Linked DNA regions of Muntiacus reevesi: regions 2 and 3 are each linked to region 1. A link is a contact called in public Hi-C data. All regions are on one chromosome and are shown on one strand. The core of a region is the stretch at or near the end of the contact, and the rest is flanking DNA. Distances in the headings are between cores, read along the strand shown.

Region 1 (4,049 bases), core at 71-2,570:
GTATCTTAAGCTTCTGAACTAATTATAAAAACGTAAAATTATTATTGTCACTTCAAATTCAACTAAAAAGGTTATTAAAAAAGAAGTTAACTAAAGTTCAAAATCGAAGATCTAGGAGGTATACAGCTCAGGGGTAGAGCAACTGGTTGCAAAATTAAAGATTTAAGTAGACCTGTCTTTTGCTTCTTTTAACAGTCAAAAGTACTTAGCTTAACTACAGCTGACTCTTACACGTGAAATGTCAGTCCTTTTAACTTGGAATTCGGTAAACAGCGAGAGGCACATCCAACGGCCGAGCAACATTTCACCATGGTTTCAGCAACTCATCCCAGAACTGAAAGAAAATTAAGGGGGCAAGCGTCAGTAACTTCAAAGCTAAGGGGCACATATTTACCTTTCCCAGAACGTTCCACGTAACATTACATGAGGTTAGAAAGCCAAAGGCAAATATTTTCTTTCAAAACCCGCAGCTCTGCTCATAACATTTTCTAGGGGTTTGGCTCTTTAACAAGGCAGGTCATATTCAGCTAGGCCTTCGGTCAGTTTCGGGGGTGGGCACATTTCCCTCCCACCGCTTCTTACAGGCACGCGTTCCCTCTGTCACCAGATCCTGGCACCCTGACGCCTCCCAGAACGCTCCTTCTGCGCTCTCAGCCCAAGCGTTGCTTCCTCAGGGAAACATTCCTTGACACCCGATTAAGTCAGATTCCCTCTAGTATTAGCTCTCAGCGAACACACACTTCCCCTTCCTAGCACTTCTCCAAGCTGTAAACCTACATTTATTTCAGGGTGTCTGTGGACCCTTTCTCCTTCACCAGTCTGAGTTCCCAGAACTGTTTTTGGTCACTTTCGTTCCCATGGCGTAGCTGGTGACTGGCACATAGTAAGTGTTAATATACTACTGAAGGAATGAAGAGGAAGTAACGAAAAGGGGGACAAAAAGGCATTCGGGCGGCTGACGAGCCGCTGGCTGCTCGGCCGTCGCCGCGCGCTCTCAGCCTGGAGGCCGGGCAGGAGCTCCGCCCCTTTCTCGAGGCTACGGCCGTTGCCGGGGGAGGGAGGGGCCGCCCTGTCACAGGTGTCGCTGCGGCCCTTCCTCAGAGGCCACCGGACGTCTCCGCGCCGCTGCGGTCCTCCTCGCCCCGAACCGCCCCCAGGGTGTGGGCGGGTAGCGATGGGGGGAAAAGGGGAGGCAACCTAAGAATTATTACCGTTAGCGGTGAAGGCAGCAACTAACGACGACAACGGAGACTGCACCTCCTTTCGCTTCCGCCCCGTCGTCCCGGGTGCCGGAAATCCGGCTGCCCCGGGTCACGTGCCCTGCCGCCATCTTGGCTCCGGGGGCCGCAGCACCTGGGACAGGGTGGGCTAGAGCGGCGCTGCTTCTCTGGGCGTAGCTTTTGGCCTGGGGGAAGGGGTTGTGGAGTTGGAGGGGAGGTGGAGGCGATGGCGTCCGCGGCGCGGGAAGATGGCGACCGCGGGCAAGTCCAAACGCGGCGGGGCTGCGAGCACTATGACAGGGGATGTCTCCTGAAGGTGACGATTTCACTGGGCTCTTAAGAGCTTCCGCCGGGTTGGGGGTGGAGTGGGCCGGGAGGTGTAGTTTGGGCTTAAGTTTGTTGTCGGGCTAAGCTGTTGTCAGGATAACTTCACCTCTGACTGGCTTCTTGCCGTAAAGAGCGTGTTTTGTCAAGGCGACCACTGGCCCTACCTTTGTGTTGTAGTTTGCAAGCAAAGTTTTGCTTGGCAAAAACCTGGCCTTGCACATCGGTTACCTTATCCGGGGGTTCATTTATTTAGTCTTTTGGTGCTGGAAGTAGACAGAGGCAGCCCCGGGCCTGTGCTGGCTTTTCCCAGGATCACTTTCAGGTGTGTGATGAAATAATGGAAGGCGGGTAAGCGAGTGGAGACTCGGAATACGCTTTCATCTCCTGTAGTAATTAAATAAGTTTTACAGCTTGCCAGCTTCATTTTAGCGTGAGTATGCCTAAGCCTACCAGGCAAAAAACGTAAGCGGAAGGAATGAACTGTGTTATGGTAAGTCATGGCATAGGAAGTCTTCAGAAATGACTGGATCTTAAAGATCACAGTGTACTGGAAAGTATAATATAAGGTTAGCTTACTGGCCTAGAGGCATTTTGATGTACTAGTTAGGGTAAAGCTAAGTTGCTGTAACAAAAAGACCCAGTAGTAATGTGAGTTAAAGAATAAAAAGTTTATTTCTCCTCACCTCACAATTCAAGGTGAATGAATGATCTGGTTTGGTAACGAGGCAGTTTCACATGACCACTCCTTTTACAAATGTTCTGTATTGTGTTGTTAATCATGTTTTAGGGCATATAGTCATCAGCTGGGTTGCAGCCATGTCCACGTTTCATCTGGTGGAAAGGGAGAAGGGAGCTTGGGGGAAGAGGCATGCCTAGTAGGCCCAGGAGAGGCACTGATTTTATTCTGTGCATATTCTGTTGCTAAGAATTTAAGTCATTTGGCCACAAGTAACAGCAAGGAAACAGTAGTGTAGCTGGGCAGTCGTGTGTCCAGGAAGGAGAGAGTCGACTTTCTTGTCTTGAACAACTTGCAGTCTTTGCCAGTCTTGAAAACAAGGACTGTTTTTTACGTTTATTGTGTCCTCCAAACTTTAAGACACAAGAGTTGATGTGTGGTAAGCTTAGGTGGACTAAAATATAATCATTATAGTATTTAATTCTTCAGCGTTAAAGTTGGTAAATGAATTTATCTGGAATGTCTTAAGTAGAAATTGCCTGCCTGCCACTTAATGCTGAGAATGAGTTTAGGGTATTGTGGGATTAACTTTTCAGTTTAGTGGTGGCCATCTTTCATAATTCTTCTGTTTTGAACTGCAAAAAGGTTGTGTTCAACTTGGTAGAGACCTAGATGTTGATGGGAAAACAGTGAAATGTTATGTATAGTTATCAGCATACCAAATGATCCATTGGTTGTAGTCTTTGACCTTGTTCCAGGAGGAGGAGAAGGAAAGAAATTTCTTTTTGCATTATTTCAAACTTGCCTTGTCTTGCTTCTTGTACCTTTTTTTTTCCCTCACCTGGGGATTAGGCACCTTGCTGTGACAAGCTTTATACTTGCCGATTGTGTCATGACAACAATGAAGATCATCAGCTAGATCGCTTTAAAGTAAAGGAAGTGCAGTGCATAAACTGTGAAAAAATTCAGCGTGTAAGATTTTATTACTTATTTCAATTTTTTAAAAAAATGTGTACTAAGGTGGTTTTAAAAATTTAATCAAGAATTTTGCAAATAAAACTTTAGCTCTGTATGAAAACATGTAAAGATAAAACCGCATGTACATTAAGAAAAAATCTGGACATTTAAATTAGTAATTCAAGATGTTTTGGTAAGTTGTATATTTTTAGTTACTTTTTGTTTTTTAGGCACAACAGACATGTGAGGAATGTAGCACATTATTTGGAGAATATTATTGCAGTGTATGCCATCTGTTTGACAAAGACAAGAAACAGTATCATTGTGAAAACTGTGGAATTTGTAGGTACTGTATGTAAAATGTTCTTTTAAAATTATTTCTAATATATCTTAGCAATAATAGTTTTAAAAATCACCTTATTGGAATATAATTACATTAGGGAATGGCTACTACCCACACGACTATTCTTGCCTGAAGAATTCCATGGACAGAGGACTTTCAGAATTACATCTTGTGGGATGCATTAATTTTAAATGTTCAGTAACTTTTGACAAATATATCTATTATGTTACCATCATCACAAATCAAGGTTAAAAAAAACTTTCTATTGCCCTAAAAAGTTTCTTCATGCCTTCATCATTTTAACTAGCCGATCAACAATTGTGTGGCTATTTAAATTTTAAATTTGGGCTAGAAATTATGCTTTTATATGAAGTGGCTTGTGGGAAGCTAAGGTAGAAAATTAGGGTAGATTTTTCCTTTTTGAAAATTAGTTGAAAAAATTAGCAAAAGTTTTGATAAAATCATTATAGGCTTAAGAATTGGATAATACAGGAAAGTAGAAAGAATGAAAATAAAATAGTCTTTT
Region 2 (3,790 bases), core at 266-2,765, 150 kb before region 1:
GTTGGTACAGTTAACACAATGAGAATATTTAATAGCTTGTGGTAAAGGGCATGCCATGGAGTGTACATAAAAGGCAGACAGACTGCTTGTGTTTGAATCCCAGCTCCACCAGAGTAGCAGCTGTTATGGCCTTGGGCAAGTTACTTGACCTCCCTAAGCCTCAGTTTCTTCATGTGTTAAATGGGCATAAAAATGGTAACTACTTTATAGGGTTATTGTGAGGATTAAATAATTAAAGTAGATGAGTGGCTGGTACATAAGTATTAAATATGAAGGACAATCTGCATTTAATGTATTATGCTACTTTACAGAAAAACATGTCAAAGTTCACTTCATAAAAGTGACAGCCCATATATTTTGCATATAACAAAATGAGCAACCTGAAAGTGTAGATTTTGGAGGTTCAAATGTTGGCACTGCTCCGTAAACCTGTTTTCACACGTGAAAAAAACCTTTAAATTGCTTTAATAGGATTGTGAAGAAAACTGCTGAAATGTGTATGCCTACTTTTTTTCTGGTATATGGGCATTTCCTAATTGTCTTTTATTTCTTTCACCATTTCCTCAGCTCCTCCTTTCCAAAATTCCTCAGCTGTCTTGATAGTCCCTGAGAAACATTGCCAGAACTAAGGTGCAAAGTGGCTTCCTTGACTGTAAGCAGATTTGGCTTTTTCCATGAATCAAGGTCATGAGAGTCAGTGTCTAGTGTTTTCTCAGCTATGCCCCCGGAGCCAAGTCTGAGCCTAGATCTAGGACAGGGCTGTAATCCTGGTATCTCCTGGGATTTCACCCTTTTAGCTGCTTTGGCATATAAAATGCTTAGCATGTAGTTAGCAACGCCTGAACACTGAACAGGCACACAAAGAAATAGAAACCCCCCCCCCCCGCCCCCCGTGGAGGCCACGTCGTATTTTTTCTACATCCCAGTACCTAGAACGCAGTAGGCCCTATAATGTATGTTGCGTTAAACCTGTTTGAACGGATGTGCCCTTCTCGGTGGAGCTTAAAAACCTCCATTTCCTAGAGTGAGTTTAGCTGCAAGCAGCTAAAGCCACTGACTGCATTTTACGCTCGTCTAGAGCAGCAACCTGCAGATACCTAGTTCAGGAAGAAGAATCACTACATTTTCTCCCCCTTAATTATATAAACGGACCAGAAAAATCAGTCCCCCAAAGGGCACAGCGCAAAAGGCACCGCGCTGCAGCCACCCGGCTCCTCTTACGCCGCGATCTCGAAGGGCGACGAGGCCCGAGCCTTGGGCCGGAGAAAGGCTGCCTCCTTGTGACGTCAAATCAGCGGACTCTCGCCCCGGCTTCAGGCCGGTTCCGGTTCCCCGGCTTTCCGGGCGCGAGAGTACGTGAGCGCGGCGGCGTTCTGCGCGTGCTCCGCAGAGGGACGCGAGAAGGCTGGGTCCAGCTCGCGGAGGAGATGCGTGATTGGCTGAAGCCGTGCTGGGGGGTTCCCCAGCCCTTTCGGCAGGGGTAAAACAATAAGAGGGGGCGGCGGCAAAGGGGGCGGGACGTCCGTGTTCCTTGTCGCTCGCCGCAGCGCCTGGTGCCCGGGAAGAGGTGGTTGTGAGGAGAACCAGCTCTCGGCTCTCCGGCTTCCTTGACTTGAGATTTGTCAGAGGGAGGGGGCGGCGAGTGAGAAAAACCCGCTGCAGCCGGTCCTCGGCGACTCTCCCGCTGACCTCCGCGCGACGTACCCGCCGCCGCTGTTGGTTGGAGGTGTGTACGGGGGCCGGGAAGGGCGGCCGGTGTGGTGGTCGGAAGGGGACATTCCCGTCGCCCGCCGCGGCTCGCGGCAACCGTTCTGTGCGTGAGCCCCGGTGTCGGAGGTGTGGAGGCCGAGAGAGACATTGTTCTTGCCGGCTGCCTACGCTGCTGGTGTGTGCGTGAGAGAAGCCGAGCCTTTCCTCTCAGGTGAGGGATGGGAGGCCGCGTGGGCAGGGAGGTGACCGGCGCGCGTCTTGCGGACGGAGGGCTCCGAGGGCACAGGTGGGGCCGGGGTTGGTTGGGGATGAGGTGGCGAGCTGGATAAGGGGACGCAGCGGCTCCCAAAGGCACGCTGATGGAGGCTTCGGACGGGACGAGGGAGAGTGGGCTTGCCGGAGAGGATGTTTTCGGGTGCGGAGCCCCCCACTCTCGTCCCCGACTCTTGCGGCTCTTACTCCCGGTTCCCCGGGAACGGGGAGGCCGCCGCTGCCGCCCCGCCCGTGGGGGAGGGGAAAAGAGGCTGTGTCGGCGGAGGCAGAAGCGACGCAGATGCGAAAGTAGCGGCCTCCGGGCACCATTTCTCTGCACGGAAACAGAATCCGGGTCTGAAGGCAGCCGCCGCTTTGCTTACCCCAGTACCTGGTGTTCCGCGGTCTCTGACCCCCCTCTGTTTTATCCCGAGAGAGTTCTGAAACCCGGGCTATATATAACGTGCTCCTTCTCCGTGCCCTTTTATGCAGGCGATCTCTTACTGACTCAGGAATAGAAGAGGTGTTTGCGTGCTCTGGAGAGGGGGTTTATTTCTTTTCTCCCATCTCTTTCTTGGGGAGAGTGGGAAGGATAGTCAAGGAGAGGAACATAGCGTCCCTAGGTTGTGTTATTTTTGTTAATTGAATCCGATCGAATTTTACCTGCATCTCTATAAAGGCAGATTTTTTAAGATGGCCCTGTGCCGCTCTGGGGCGAGTGTAGATTGCAGCTACAATTTCCCGCATAGATCAATTTTTTTTTCCCCTCCAAGGTATGCCTAATTTCTTAACAGAATTTTTTTTGGGGGGGGGGGGGAGGGAGAGAGTCAGTGCCTTTGCTGTCTTAAAAATCAAATAAAAACAAAACCACACAAGTGCACCGAAGCTGGAATAATAGCAAAGTTATTCCGTCTTGCCCGCCGTATGATTGCTGTGACAATAACTTATGTGGAAATACTGACTTTAGCACCTCGTGCTGGACTCTCAAATGTTAGCATTGCATATACCTGGATCCGTGAAACATTAACTGCAGTTTGGGGAGCCTCCTATATTAGAGGGGAAGAAAATGGAAATTCCTTGTTTAGCTCCATATTTGGCAGTTAATATAGCCTTAGGCATGTGAACAAAGTTTCAGAGTAAACATTTGGCCCTCTTAGTATTCAGTGGTCCTTTTGAGGTCCAAAATTCCTGGTCTCAGAAAATAGACGGTATGATTCGTTTAAACTGAAATGTGTTGTTTCTTTGGTGATATTATTTTCCCGTTAAATATTTAGGATTAGCTATGAGTAAACATGTGTTATGATTTCATCTCTTGAGGCTGTTTAATTCTGAAAAGTTAGCAAGGAATTGAAGGGAGGATCAGGACCTCAAATGGATTTCTTTCTATTTAGTAGATATTATAGTTCAAGTTGTTGAATATTCAGGGGTTGAAATATTTGTCAATAAGTAGCAAGAGGAAAGAACCAGAATGTTTGTGGGGTGGATGGGGATCAAAAATGGGAGGAGAAGTAAATGTCTTTAATTTGGTAGTCGAGTGAGTGTTTAGTTAGTAGGTGAGGAGAATTGCTACCAGACAGCTCTTGAGATTGAATAGTATTGGCATTGTTGGTAGTAGGTTATTTTCATTATCCACAGTTCACTTAATGAAAATGTCCCTATCAGTTACTGAAAATATATAAATACCAGTAGGTTAACAGTCAGATTCCTTGTCCTGAAGATTATTGCTGTTGATTGCCCATTATCAGGATTGAAAATTCTTTACTTGTTTGCTTTAAATAAGACTTATCCCCACATATTTTATACTGAGTGTGTATGGAGGTGAGGAATG
Region 3 (3,867 bases), core at 280-2,779, 200 kb before region 1:
CAGTTCTAACTCAGATGACATTAATTTTATAATTACATAAATTTCCAAAATTCCCAGATATGTATTAAAATACACACATCAGCAATAACGCCTAGGCTTTGATGTAAGGCAAGCTTTGGTTGAATCCTGGCTCCATTACTAGCAGTGTGACTTAGGTCAAGTGACTTCACCTCTTTAAGCCTCAAGTTTTCATTTGTAAAGTGAGGATACTATCACCTATCCTGCAAGGTGGTTGGGGATCTAAGGAGACTGAGAATGTAAACTACAAAGAACACAGTAAGAGCCTGACCGATGAAAGCTATTATTGAACCTTCAGGATCCTCGTAACACAGAACATAGGATCAACGTTCATAGACAACTCAGTAGCTATACGAATACTAACCAGTTTACTTTTACAATGTCATACTTTGTCACTTTTTTGTAGACCTAAAATTACTCTCAAATCAAGTTAAAAAAAAAAAAAAGGTCATACACTTATTCCTAACAGACACGAACCAAACTTTGAGGTTTATCCTAAACCTAAAATCGAACCAACTTAACAAAAACTATGTTGAGTAGCTAACAATTTTTTTAAAGTGACGCTGCAAATCCCGTTACCACGAGTTCAGACTTCTGAATGGGGAGAATGGAAGGGACGCCTGTTCCCAAAGCATTTTGAGCGCGAAAGATCACCACAACGTCCAAGCGAGTATTTCCCAAATAGTGGGTGAGGCTGAAAAACGGGGTCCGAACTAGTAACACCTTGAAGAACGACCGGCCTCCAGTTGACGGGGCAGGGGCAGGTGGTTTTGTGACCCAAACTATCGTATTATTCTTAGCCACTTGTTCTGGTCAACTGCTGGGTTTTAAACCTTCCTGCAGTCTTCCTCAAAGCCCCATTCCAGACTGCGAGGGAGGTGGACTTTGGGTTAATCACCGCCAGTGAAGACACTGGCGAAACGGGAGGGACAGGCCCGCGGCCCCGAAGGGCGTGGGAGGCAGGTCGGACCACTTCTGCCCAGGATGGATGACTTTCCCGGCGGTACCACCGCGGACCACCACCAAGCGGCCTGCGGGGCTTCGGGGCGCGCCTGCTGTCAGCAGGGCCAAGCCGCCGCGCTGGGGGCTGCGCTGCGGGTGTGAGGGAATAACTTGCGGGTTTCAGGAGAGGAAGAGAGGCACGGGGGCCAAAGGGGAGGCGGCATGTAGACTCCCGGCCCACGGTGACGCACGGGGGGGAACCTCCGGGCCCCCATGTCCTCCGTCCCGGTTTCTGCCCGGACCCTTCCCAAGTCCCGGACCCGCCGCTCCTCTCACCGTCTCGGCTTCTGTGTGCTGGGGTCCGGCACTCTGACCCCCCATAACCCCGCGGAGGAAATTCATCTTGCCGCTCAGCCACGGGCTCTACCCGCCTTTTCGGGAAAGAAGAGATAACTTCCCCTGTCCTCCGCAGGGCCTGACCCCCAAGCCTGCACTTTGCACTCCCCGGCCGCCACCGCCACAGCCTACTCGGCGGCCGCTCCAGCCCCCTAAGCCCGGAAACAGCGTCCGCCACCAGTTGAGATGCGCATGCGCGGGGACGTGGCGTTACGTGGCGGCTCGAAGGGCGAAGGCAAAGGGGGAAAGTAGGCGAGAGGAGGCTGGTAGCCCGGGTCCTCCCAAGCCCCGCCCACTGCGCAGGCTCCGCCCTCCCCCGTAAGAACACGCCTCCCACTCCCGCCTTCGGCTGGTGCCTCCTGCTGGCCCCAACCACCCACGTGGTCCGAGCCCGGCCCTGCCGGCAGGGGACCTTACGGATTGTGTACGCATTTTGGCTTGCAAGGTGTTTAATTGTTGCCGGGCGGGACTTACTGCAAGCTGTCAAGTCTGGGGTCGTATTTTGTTGAGTCGAAAGTGAAATTTTCCTTCGGCCGACGTGACAGGTAAGGGGTCCCGGCCTTTGAGAGGGTTCATTTGGTTTTGCGGTATACCAGTACGAGCTTGTGGCCTTCTCATCCCCACAAATTGCATTTCTTTACAGGGCTTTGTTTGGTGGAAAAAAGGGTACTTGAGCCCCCTCATTCCATTGCCACGGGAGGGCGCATTTCTCAGCTTTTGCTCTTCCAACCTGCCAAAAGGAATTCCTGGATCTAAACACCAGGTACACCGCTATTTTCTAGGGGTGTGAGGAGGAAACCAAGCCAACCCTGCATTTGGCTTACCAGAGAAAATACGTTGATCTGCAGTGTCAGTTTGACAGCAGGGAACATGATGTTTTGTTATTAACACTAAACTACATTTTCAGCGTATATGTGTGGCGGGGGACGGTTAGCATGAAAAATATTCGTTTTTCAAATCCGTATGCCTTGTTTCTTTTCGAAATGAGAGTGCCAGATACACATGCTATGGAGTGGTCTTGTCAGTGTCTTGAACGTAAAAGCGCAGAGTCTAGTTATAACTGATTCATACACCTCTCCCGTTGGAAGCCCCACAGGTCTCAAACTCCCCAGCCTTCCTTAAAAAAAAAAAACAAAAAAACCAGTATGCTCCGTTCATGTGCCCGGCCACACTCATTAGTACCGCTAGCCAAATAATTGCCAAAGCTGGAAGGAGGAAGCTGGGAGGAATCTGAAACTCTGGATTTCACCCCCACAGGTCCAGTAGTCAAATCCTGTCATGCCTATTTATAGACTACTTCTCAAATAGGTCTCTGCTCTCCATGCTCTCTGCCTCTGACATAGTTTATGTTCTCGTCATTTTTCACCAAGATTACGGACAATAGCTTCCTAACTAGTTTGTCAGCATTTAAGCCTTGGGTTTCTTTCAGTCACGCAAGTCCACTCTTGGGTGAGCCTGACAATGACAAAACATCTGTCCATGTTAGTCCTCTTCTGAAAATCCTCCGGTTGTCGCCCATTCACCCCAAAATAAAATCCAAACTCCTTAGCTTGATGTATAGGCCTGTTATGTTCTGGCTCTTGCCTGTTTTTTCAGCTCCTGCCTCCCCCACATACTCTGGATATATGCCTGGGTATGTCCTTCCCCTCCCTCCACTTCATCAAGGAAACTCCTGCTAGTTTCTTAAAATTTAACTTTGGTATCTTCAGAAAGCTCTTCCTGAAATCTAGATACATGTGTATATGCTATTCCTTTGCAGTTGTTGATATGTGGGAAGCTCTCAATAAATGCCCACTGAGCCAGGCTGTTAATGGCAGACTGTGTTTTTCATTTTTCTATCTCTGTGGCTTAGCATTCTCCCATAAAAGGTGATATTGATAGATACACGAAGAAAACATTAAAGGATATACAAATATAACGATGAGGAGGAAGGTCCTTTTTTTCATCTGTAAGGTGGGATCGCAGATAATACATACCACAAAGACTATGGTGCAGTTCCCTTTCCAAGTGCCAAGGTTTTAAGCTTATGTGAGTTGAAGAACAGTGGGGATCATACTGCCAAAAATATTGTACACTAAGCATTGTCCTCTGTGTTAAAACTGGACACTTGACAGTTTGCTTTAGACATTTTCCACCAGGGCATTTCCTTGCAGCCTAAAAAAAGTAACCAATAAATGCTCAGCATTTTTATTACCAAGTAATATCTGCAAAGAGCTTCATCTAATCCTTAGATCTCACCCCCTCCCTGAGCCTCTTCTCACCTCTAGGGGTAAAGCTCTGAGATGGAGTGGGGCTCATGGGTGTCTATTACATGTATTATTTGGTAATAAAAAGCAGTGTCTTCACATTTTAGCAGAATCATTTTAAGGCACCAACCTTTCCAAAATGTCCTGCTTTGTTTTAAATTTCAGTGAGTATAGCAGATGCTCAAGAACCGTTTCTTAAATAAAGGAAAAGAAAACATGAAAAAGTTATGACTGCCAGACTTGTGCCATTATACTTCTCACCTTT

The links. Hi-C and Micro-C count contacts between places; a contact is called where the count stands out from the background.
Region 2: a Hi-C map of muscle shows a contact between it and region 1, with 4 times the contacts expected there. The contact joins the promoter of G3BP2 here to the promoter of RCHY1 in region 1. A contact is called at or near these places in 2 of 3 Hi-C or Micro-C datasets (blood and muscle).
Region 3: a contact with region 1 is called in a Hi-C map of muscle, with 4 times the contacts expected there. The contact joins the promoter of USO1 here to the promoter of RCHY1 in region 1. A contact is called at or near these places in 2 of 3 Hi-C or Micro-C datasets (blood and muscle).

What each region holds. Positions count from the first base shown.
Region 1 is chr22:25,548,894-25,552,942 of mMunRee1.1, forward strand. RCHY1 (ring finger and CHY zinc finger domain containing 1) reads left to right here and starts at 1,321. Exons shown (of 9, transcript XM_065914694.1): 1 at 1,321-1,536; 2 at 3,076-3,195; 3 at 3,411-3,526. The coding sequence starts at 1,447. THAP6 (THAP domain containing 6) reads right to left here and starts at 1,290. Exons shown (of 4, transcript XM_065914693.1): 1 at 1,212-1,290; 2 at 232-334. The coding sequence starts at 311.
Region 2 is chr22:25,401,903-25,405,692 of mMunRee1.1, forward strand. G3BP2 (G3BP stress granule assembly factor 2) reads left to right here and starts at 1,516. Exons shown (of 11, transcript XM_065913951.1): 1 at 1,516-1,726.
Region 3 is chr22:25,351,696-25,355,562 of mMunRee1.1, forward strand. USO1 (USO1 vesicle transport factor) reads right to left here and starts at 1,530. Exons shown (of 24, transcript XM_065914721.1): 1 at 1,297-1,530. The coding sequence starts at 1,362.